Regions from separate parts of the Mus musculus genome. Here regions 1 and 3 are each linked to region 2. The links are chromatin contacts, called in public promoter capture Hi-C maps. All regions are on one chromosome and are shown on one strand. The core of a region is the stretch at or near the end of the contact, and the rest is flanking DNA. Distances in the headings are between cores, read along the strand shown.

Region 1 (3,408 bases), core at 881-3,380, 1.4 Mb after region 2:
ATTTCCTTAAACCCATGTCTCATCTGTCTACACTGCAGAGCCCTGAGGAGGTCTGACAAAACTCTAGCCAGGTCTGCCACAGGCTGCTTCTTGTTGGTGCTTCCCTCCCATGCTCATCCTGTACAACTCCCAGAAAGGATGGCAGTGGTTCTATCTTTTATTAAAATGGCTCCCTCCATCCACCTCCTCCGTCTAAACTATTTATCCAGCCTTTAGCCCCATCTCAGTTTATAACCATGGCTTGTACAGTCACATAAACTACAGAAGAAAATATATGGTAAAATGGCAGGGAGAGGTAAGAGCTACAAACCAGCCATTCGCTACAAGAAGTGAGTAATACCCATTTATTGAGTGATGTTAAAATGACATGAAAGACATGTGCTGCGTTTAAACAAAATGCCCAAGCTACTCCTCCCTGCTTTTACACAAACAAAAATTATTTTCTGGAATTTTCTTTGAGCTTTTATGAGTAAATGTTTTCATTCCCACAGACCTATTTTAACCCCAGAGTTTCAGTATTTGTTTCTGATTTGCAAGTAGGCTCACTGGTTTTGTGTCACCCGAGGGGGAGGGGCAGAGGAAGAGTTAAAATCACCAGGTCCTTTTACCTTCCACGTGTGCCAACTCCTTCCCAAAGCTTTTGTTTTTTAACTATGAAACCTGAGCGTCTCAAAGATTCCTTCTGCTCAAAGATGAGTTCTTTCATATCTGCTGAGAGATGGCTGAAAATGTTACAAAAATCTGCCTTCTGGGTAGGATGACTGTCTATCTCTGGCCTCCCAGTCGTCCAACATAAGTCTCTTGGATAGGCATCAATATTCCTAAGCAAACTTCCGATGGGCCCTCTGTCCCCCTTGTTCCATCTTGGCGTCCACAGCCATCTGCTCTCCTACCCGGAGCTCTACCTTGCTTGCCTCTGCTCCCTCCAAAACTCTACCAGCTCCACGGAGAAAGCCACTCCTGAGGCTTGTCTGGAGCTAAGCACAGTAAAGCCACTGCCCCATAGGGGCTGGTGGGGCCACCAGGGCGATCATGACTCTTCCCATGGCACCCATCCCCAAAGGGAAGCTAGTTCTCTAGACCACCTACACAGCAGAGGCCTCTGGGCCCCATGAAAGGCTGTTTGAAGAACACTGGGCTCAGCAGCAGAAGACAGACCTCTGATGTCCTTAACCATCCTCATGGCCAGTCAGGCAGTGGCCTAGCTTCTGCCGGTGAGCAACCACACACTAAGTATTCCCCTTTTACAAATGTATCAGCTGTTCAAGCTGGGAGAAGTCTCCCAACTAAACCGGCCTCAGTTTCCTCTTGTGGAGAGCAAGCACACAAACCATATCTCGCATAGAGACTGAAACACCATGAGTGTGCGCTCACATCGGCGAGCAGATGTAAAGAGTTACTGTGTTATTAGCACAGTGGCTCCTGACTCACAGCGCCTACTGCTCGGAGAGACGCCGAAGAGAAATCAATCCTGCTTTTAAAATTACTTTATATACTCAGGAGCATTAGTCACTTCAACTGAGTGCTCCAACTTCCCTCCCAAGCATCTGGAGCCTCACCTAGGTGCCTAACAGATTGTCGCATCTCAACGCTGCCTACAAGTCCACTATTCCTACGCTGAAGGGTTATTATTGGGTGTGTTTCCTTTCCAGGAAAACTTCGATTTCTATGTCGCTGGCTGTAAATGCAGCCGTGAAGAAAGGCAAACTGCTTTTCACACTCACAAACCCAGGCCCTGGAGTTGCTCGCGCTAGGGGCAAGGAGACCGCGGAATGGCCGAGGCGCCGAGACCAGCCCGGGTGCGGGTCCCCGCCAGGTGTCTCCGCGCCCGGCTGGCTGAGACGGGAAGGGCCGTGGGCTCCAGGCGCAAAGTCCGCGCCCAGGCCGGGGGCGCCCCGAGCTCCCGCCGCAGCACGCGACCGGCGGCCCGTAGCCCCTCGCGGGCGCTCCGCGAGCTCACTCACCCCATCTCCGGCGCTGCTCGTGCGGCCGCTCCGACGGGGCCCCTGGCGTTCGCTCTCCGCCCGCTCGGCAGCTGCTCCCCGCGCGGCACATGCGGCGGCCCGAGTGCGCCCGGCTCAGCCCCGGCGCCGTTCCATTCCGCCGGCTGCGCGGCTGCTCTGCCGGTGTCGGGGCCGCCGCCAGGCGCGGGCGGGCGGGAGGGCGGGGGCTGGGCGGCCGGGGGCTGGGCGGCCGCGCTCGGGCGGAGCCGCCGGTCCCTCCCGCCCGCTCCTTACGTAACCTCGTGGCCCCCGGGCCGCCGCCGCCCGCCTGGAGCTGGGGGCGCGGCAGCGTGTGCAGCGTCCCCCGCGCTGCCGCGCAGTCGCCGCTTCTTCCAGCAGCCCCCTCCTCTCCTGTGTCGACCCCGCACCCGCGCGCCCTGCCAAGCTTGGCGCCGCGCCTCGGACGGGATGTCCCACCTGCTGGACTTGAAGTCGCAGCTGGCAGGGACTTTTTGGCCACCTTTAGTTTGCAGATGAGGGAACCGAAGCCCCCCAGGGAGGAGAAATGATGTGACCAAGGTCACAGTCTCAGATTAGATCTCACGTCTCCAGAGTCTGAGATGGGCAGGACCACGATTTGCTCCCCACCCCATTTAATGCCCACCTTCGTCTTCCTGCCCACCTGTCTGGCTGAGTGGCCTTAAAATCCTGGAGGGTAAGATGGCAAGGAGGATTCTGTAGCCCAAAGCAGGTTCCCTGAACTCTTCCCTGGGTAAAGACAGAAACGCACACCCTCAGCATAGCGAGTTGGCAAAATTTGAGAGGCTTCCTTAAGCTTGGCTATGATTCCCTACCAAAGGCCAGCACTGGAGCCAACCTAACCATCACCCCACACTGGGCCTTCCACGGGATTGTCTTCGGCTGAGCACACATTGCCCACACAAGCCTGGCATCTCTGGACAGACAGGGACTGGGAGGAGAAGGCAAGGACAAGCAACTGGAATAGGGCCACCACCGTGCCCCTGCCCTCATTTCCCTTCAGGCCACTGTGACTAGCTACCTAGCTCCTTCACCTCACAAGAGCACCCACCCCATTTCTAAACGGTGGTCAGTAATTTCTGAAATACAAGTTGATCTGAGGCTCCCCTCCCACTGTCCTTGGGATGAGCCTGGCCAGTCCACTACCACCTCCAGCCCTCTCACTTTGCCCTTGCTCGCCGCACTCCAGCCAGCTGGCCATTCTCTCAGCCTACCCACGTGCTCTTCTTTCTGTCTGGGAAGATTTTTTTCCCCTTCATTCCTACATGTGCTTCAGATCACTGTTACACTGTCGCGTCCCTTAGGGGCTTAACCGAAGGCCGTGGATGGCATTGTTCCGGTCCATTTTTCTTCCTTGCACTTACTGTTAGTAGTATCTCGTGTAAAATTATTGGTTTAATATTCCAGACACACCTGCAAACTCTTA
Region 2 (3,187 bases), core at 41-2,540:
TTTTCCTCTTTGCTAGTTATTTTTAGAAGCTGGGTCATTTGTCCCAGGTGAGTTTCTGCTTTGAGGGAGTGGGAGTTGGGGAGGCAGGGAAGGGGTTGGCCAGAGGTTGGGGTGGAGTCCTTGCTAGCTCTCCAGCTAACCTTTTGAGTCAGGGTTTTCTGATGAACCCAGAGCCAGGTGATTAGGTTAGTCTAGCTAGACAGCTTGCCTGAGGGATCCCCAGCCTCTGACTTTGGAGTGCTGAAGTTACTGAGCTGATGTCACACCCCCTTAGCATGTTTGTGGGTGCTGGGGATCCAAACTCTAGTCTCCACCCTTTCATTCACTGAGCTGTACCCCAGCTTCCCTCAACTTTCTGTGGAGACCAGAGTAGCCGAGAACTCCTGATCCCTCTCTCTGCTTCGAAGGGTTGGGTTTACAGACACCCACCAAGATGACAGACTGCCTTTGTTTTCTTTCTTTTTTAAACAACAAAGTATTATACCTCACCCTTTCTCCCATTATTTCATTTATTGATTTCCCCAGTCAGCTCCTATCTGCAATAGACAGCATGGCCTACATATTGTGACCTTGTTTCATAAACAAATTCTATGTAAACAACACTATATAGATGTGTTTCTGTGTTTTTGCTTGTTTTTGATTTTTGTTTTGGTTTTTCTAGACAGGGTTTCTCTGTGTGGTCCTGGTAGTCCAGGAGCGCACTCTGTAGGACAGGCTGGCCTCAAACTTAGAGATTCACCTTCCTCTGCCTCCCAATGGCTGGGATTAAAGGCGTGCACCACTACCAGCTGACTACTTCTGTATTTTGCCTCTTTAATTTGTACAGTTGTTTTGTAGCATGATTGTGCCACAAGCTTATTCATTTCTTCCATAATGGCCATTAACAAATCGAACTCCAATAGCCAAGGGTTACAGCTGGCAAGCCTTAACTTTCATAGTCTAACACATTCATTCCTCTTTACACTGCTCGCTTACCTTCTATTACCAGGAAGCTAAGGACTGAATAGTTGGAGACTAAATTAACAGCTGAGACTCCAGCAATCAGCGCTCTGTAGACTAGGTTTCTCTCTCTCTCTCTCTCTCTCTCTCTCACACACACACACACACACACACACACTGTGCTCTGCAGACTAGGTTTCAAACACACACACCGCTCACATTCACACAAAGTAAACCTGTGAAAAGATTCACTCCCGTTTTCAAATGTCCCTTCCCGGCCGCCGTCCCCTTCTAGTGCTCTAATCGCTAACTGGGAGACCCGGACTTCCGGGATGTCTAGGAAGTGGCTTTTCTCTGGGTAGGAGGCGGGGTTCCCCGGCACGCTGCCGAGTGTGCGGATGTCGTTGGGAATCCTGCTGACAGGCTGAGTGGACTCGGGCGGGACCAGTGACTATAGGTCTCCAAGGAGAGTCGCCTGAGCCTGTGGCCGTCCGTCCGGGAGGTGGTCGGTCATTCATCCGTCGAGTACGGCAGAGGAGCGAGGGCCCCTTGGGGGTCCTGGGATCCAGAGCCCAGGCAAGCGGGGTACCAGCCTGCAGTAACACCTTGGGCTGTCGCCGGCCTTTGCAGAACAGGGAGAATTCTGCTGCTCTCACACGGTGGCTCAGGTGACCGCTGCCATGGCTTTTCCCCATCGGCTGGACGCCCCTGAGCTTCCCGACTTCTCTATGCTCAAGAGGCTGGCTCGGGACCAGCTCATCTATCTGCTAGAACAGGTCAGTGCCTGCCGTGGCCGGCGCCTTTACTGCGTCAACAGTGTGGCCCTCAATGTGACTTCTTCCTTGCTGAGTCCCTTGGTTTTTTTTCTTTGAGCTTCTGAGACAGATCCAAAATGGGGCGGTCAACAGGAAAAACCAGAGTAGTAACAGTTGCTTGAGACCTGGCCAGAGAATAAATGGAAATTGCCAGCCTCTGTGCAAATGAAAAAGACACACTTGTGCCAGGCATCACTGGAGATGGAAATACAGTTGAAATACCTCTGTCACTAGTTACATTCCAGGAGATGCCCTATGAAATAATGACCCCTAAAGGGTGCTGGATGGTAAGTGAATTCTAGACTTCCGGAAAAGTTTAGAATAAACAACAGCTGGGGCGATCTAAGAGTTTCCTGAGATCTAGAGTTTGAAGAATAGACATGCTTTCTCTGGAGCAGGAACATCGTGCACATTCAGGCAGTTGGGCTGCTAGATGGGAAGCCTAGCAGGGAAGGACCGGTGCATGAGCAGAGGAAAGAGCTAACAGAAGTTACACTGTAGGTTGGAAATAAAGTTCAGTGGTTAGACAATTGCCCAGGCAGGGTTCTCGGTTTCATCCATTGTTCCCCATGGGAAAGAAAGGGTGGTCGTACACACCTTTAATCCCAGTGCATTCATTCCTTCACAGGCAGAGGCAGGCAGATCTCTGAGTTTGAGGCCAGCCTGATCTACAGAGTGAGTTCCAGGACAGCCAGGGCTACATAGAAAAACCCTGTCTTGAAAAACAAACAAACAACAAAAATCAAACCCAAACAAACAAATTACACAGCAGGCTGAAGACCCACACCCATTTGTAGTGTGAAGCAATGTTTGCCATAGTGGTTTGTAACGAAGAGCAATTGGACAGCAGGCTAGTTCAGAGAATACTGATTAAAGTAGTAAAAGCTTACAAAAAACTGATGGCAGTAGAAAGGAGAGAAATGATGGGGTTTGGTTGTTGGTTTTGTTTCTTTAGGTCGTACTATGTAGCCCAGGGTATCCTCTGGCAAAACCTCTGATTCAGCCTTCCCAAGTGCTAGCATTACAGGAATTTGCCAGCACACCTGACTTGTGATAGATTTATAAATTACAGTGAAAGAACATTCAGAGATATTGATTAGTTGTAAATATTGAGGAAGTACCAAAGTTGACTTAGTCTGTGTTATTAGGACAGTAGTGTTGCTACTGTCATTGTAATGGTTTGCTTATTGTTATGGTTTGCTTATTGTTCATGGAAGCCTCTCAGGTATAGGAATAGTGTGTGTTCTGCCCAGCATCAAGTACTGAGCTGAGAATCAGCCACATAGCAGGTGCTTAATGAAAAATTGTTGTGCCAACATTGAACGAAACTGAAAAGCACACACGTGTAAGTCAAATGCATGTAGACACAAAATGCGCGTGGGCACACACACACACAGAGGAAGAGGCTAAGTGAAGAAAGTTGATTAATTTGG
Region 3 (3,685 bases), core at 1,040-3,539, 1.5 Mb after region 2:
TTTTGCTGAAAGGACCCAGATATAGCTGTCTCTTGTGAGGCTATGCTGGGGCCTAGCAAACACAGAAGTGGATGCTCACAGACAGCGATTGGATGGATCACAGGGCCCCCATTGGAGGAGCTAGATAAAGTACCCAAGGAGCTAAAGGGGTCTGCAACCCTATAGGTGGAACAACAATATGAACTAACCAGTACCCCCGGAGCTCGTGTCTCTAGCTGCATATGTATCAGAAGATGGCCTAGTTGGTCATCAGGGGAAAGAGAGGCCCATTGGTCGTGCAAACTTTATATGCCTCAGTACAGGGAATGCCAGGGCCAAGAAGTGGGAGTGGGTGGGTAGGGGAGTGGGGGAGAGTATGGGGGACTTTTGGGATAGCATTGGAAATGTAAATGAAGAAAATACCTAGTAAAAATAAATAAATTAGAAAAAAGACTATTTATAAACATGTAATTCTGTTATGCAGTGGTTATCACACATAGCATTGCTACTTTATGATGAACTATTAAACCAGGGAATTTTTTTAAAGACAGTCTCATGTAGCTGAGGGTGACCTTGAACCCATCATCCCCCTCCACCGCCCTAGGGTTGGGTGTCCATCACCACTGTGCTCTTTATCACTTCGTGCTCTTAACTAGTTCAATCAAATGGAACTGAAAGTCCTCCAGTGCCAACTCTGAGGCCCGAAGAAGTGGATTCGTCTCCGTTTTCCACGCCTGTTCGTCTTCCATCGCCTATTTAGTAATGACTGTTTCTGTGACCTGCATCCCCACATCAGCACTGGCCTATTTTTGTTACATTGGTGTTTCTAAACTATGGCGTGGATAGTTTAGAACATAGTTCCACTGTTCATCCCACAAGTAGGTACCGAGTTATATACTAGTACTGAGTTATGTACGGTGTTATATACTAGTGTGATGTACAAATTAAAGGTGTGTATAAACAGGTAGAAAATGGTATTAACACATAAAGTTCTGAAGGTACTGTGGAACCCAGCAGAAGTAAAACTCATTCCCTGTAAAGTCTTAGAGAATGGATGTAATATCAATGTCAACATCTGGAGGTCGTGGTGGTGGTGAGGTGGTGGGGTGTGTGTGTGTAGGGGAGTGGCAATATTCTAAGCATAAGGGAACACTGGCAAGCTATAAAAACATAATGAGTATTCGTGAACTACTGCATTTGGTCTGCTTTACTGTGAGGGAATGAAAGAGAAATATCAGAAAATAGAATTTTGAATCCAAATTAAGATTGTTGGCCTTGGCAGCAAGGAGTTATTGAATATCTTGCATCCCAGTTGTGCTTGAATATGACTATAACTACGGCAGTTGTCTGGTGATATGCTGGTGAGGGGCAGTGACTTAGGAAGAAGGGCATCGGTGCTCTGTTCAGGGAGTGTAGAGAGAACTTGGATGAGGAGTCAGTGGGGATGGGAATGGATGAAAACCAGAGTCACAAGGACCAAATAACAGAACGAGACATCTGACCAGGGCGTGGAAAGAAAAGGTATTCTTTTTTTAGCTTTATTTTATTTATGAGTACACTATAGTTGTTTCCAGACACACCAGAAGAGGGCATCAGATCCCATTACAGATGGCTGTGAGCCACCATGTGGTTGCTGGGGATTGAACTCAGGGCTCCAAGAAGAGCAGTAAGTGTTCTTATCCTCTCCAGCCCTAAGGTATCCCATTTTGACACTAAACTTTCCAGGCTGATCGTATTCCCAAGAGGAGGGCAAGGTCCGGGGAGCAATCTGAGAAAAGTGGCTAGTCAACAGCTGGCATTGCCACACTTGCAAACAACCGAGAAGAGCGGAGACTTCGGGAGCGAGCGGAATACGGGCAGTGGAGGCGTGGGTTCGTCTCTGCAAACACACATAGACAACGGTGCGCAGGAGCCTTACTGCCCAGGCCGGCTAAGAACCGGGTGGGCATCGCCCAAGCAGAGCAGTCTCGTCTGCTCCTCCGCCCCGCCGCCCGGGCTCCGGCTTTGGGGTCTCCATTGACAAGCAGCCTTCCCTCCTAGTCCTACTCTCAGACTTCCCGTACCAGTGCACCAGGCACTGCCAGTTCGAGGGATTTTATACATGACGATATCCTCTCCCCGACGGTCACCAGGCACTGGCTGCGAATGACCGCACTGCCCACCATCGCCACTTTGCTCGACCCTGCGGAGCTTCCCTAGGGCCGCGCCAAGGTTCGAATGTGAGGGGCGTGGCGGGGGGGGAGGGGGAAGCGAGGATTTCTAGATCTCGAGAGACTTGGCACGAGACTCCGCCTTACACGCTCCGGAAGCGGAAGTCGGGTGGTTGAGGGATTCCTGAGCGTTTGTTTACCTTGGAGAGCCGGGTGGGGTGCGGCGGTGTGGACGCCCGAGGTCTCCAGTGCGTCCCATGAAGGGTGAGTACCGCACATGGCGGATGAATCTCCCACCCGGGGCGGCGGAGGTGATGGGGGCCTGGGGCCGGAAAGTGCGAGAGGCCGGAGGTCGCTGCCCCTCGGAGCCTCTTTCTCCGCAGCTCGGCTCCTGACGGCAGTTCTGGAAGGAGCCGCTTTGTCCCGGCCGTCGTCAGCCGCGCGTCGGCTGGCGGGCTGGGATGCGCAGTGGTTAGTCAGTCATCCTGCTCCGTGCTCGGGGCTCCGCTCTGGAGAGCAGCCGAGCCAGGGTCGGCCGACCGCAGGCAAAGCTCTGTGCGGTTCTCTATGTGGTGAGGAGGTTGGTGGGATCCAAGTGCCAGGAAGGCTGTCGGCCGCAGCGACAGAGAGCGCGCGGCCCCTGGTTGCCCGTGCCTGACCTAGCTTGTAGCTGGTGACGACCGAGGCGACGAGGGTCGTCGCCTCTCCGAGTTCCTCCGTGGAAGCTCGAGTTTCCTCGTAGGCTGCTAGGACTGAGATCCTTGGGTCTCTAATCCTGCCCACTCAGATCGAGACGTGTGTGTGCACAGCTCCTCTGCCCACGCACGCCTTTGCGGGGTGGGGAAGAATTGTCTGTCTGCGGGTTGTGTGTCTGTCTGTCTGCGGGTTGCGTGTGCTGGCGCCCGCAGAGGCCGGAAGAGGGCGTCTGTTCCCCTGGAGCTATATTACAGGCAGCTGAGAGCAGCGTGGGTGCTGCGATCTGATCTGTGGTCCATCGGAAGGGTAGTGAGCGCTCTCGACCACTGAGCTATCTCTCTGACACTTCCCTCATCTTTTGAGGTTTCTTCCAAGACCCCCTTCCCCCCAGCCGTATTTTCTTAATATTATTTATTCTATTATTTCTTTTATATGTTTATTATATAATTATATTTTATATATTATGTAATTGTGCTTTATGTGATTATTATACATATGTATTGTATATTTTTACATCATAATAACATTTTTCCCTTTCCTCCCTTTAGACCCTCCCTTTATCCCCTCAGCTCTTTCAAATTCATAGTCTCTTTAGTAATATGTAGATATATACAACCTGCTCAGTTCATATATTGTTACTTATGCGTGTGTTTTCGGGGCTAATCAAATATGGCATTAGAGAACCAGTTGGTGTGCTCTTCCCTTGAGAAGACTATTTCTCTTGCTCTCCGCATTCCTTGGTTGCCTGTAGTTCTTTGTTAAGGCCTCTTGACTTTTCCCTCTTCCACATTCTCTTGTCTTTTGGTAGTGTTGGCCTCAGCCCATATTTAATCAACCTAAACATTAAACAATATAGTTGT

Evidence for each region. Promoter capture Hi-C pulls out the DNA fragments that hold promoters and counts their contacts.
Region 1: a promoter capture Hi-C map of liver shows a contact between it and region 2, with 2.2 times the contacts expected there. The contact joins the promoter of Homer2 here to the promoter of Vps33b in region 2.
Region 3: a contact with region 2 is called in a promoter capture Hi-C map of liver, with 2.7 times the contacts expected there. The contact joins the promoter of Ramac here to the promoter of Vps33b in region 2.

Annotation. Positions count from the first base shown.
Region 1 is chr7:81,704,795-81,708,202 of GRCm38.p6, forward strand. It overlaps Homer2 (homer scaffolding protein 2), which reads right to left and starts at 2,131. Exons shown (of 9, transcript NM_001164086.1): 1 at 1,965-2,131. The coding sequence starts at 1,969. Gm32579 (a long non-coding RNA gene) reads right to left here. Exons shown (of 2, transcript XR_391652.2): 2 at 3,358-3,408.
Region 2 is chr7:80,268,365-80,271,551 of GRCm38.p6, forward strand. It overlaps Vps33b (vacuolar protein sorting 33B), which reads left to right and starts at 1,291. Exons shown (of 23, transcript NM_178070.4): 1 at 1,291-1,715. The coding sequence starts at 1,620.
Region 3 is chr7:81,760,664-81,764,348 of GRCm38.p6, forward strand. Ramac (RNA guanine-7 methyltransferase activating subunit) reads left to right here and starts at 2,290. Exons shown (of 3, transcript NM_025997.2): 1 at 2,290-2,393.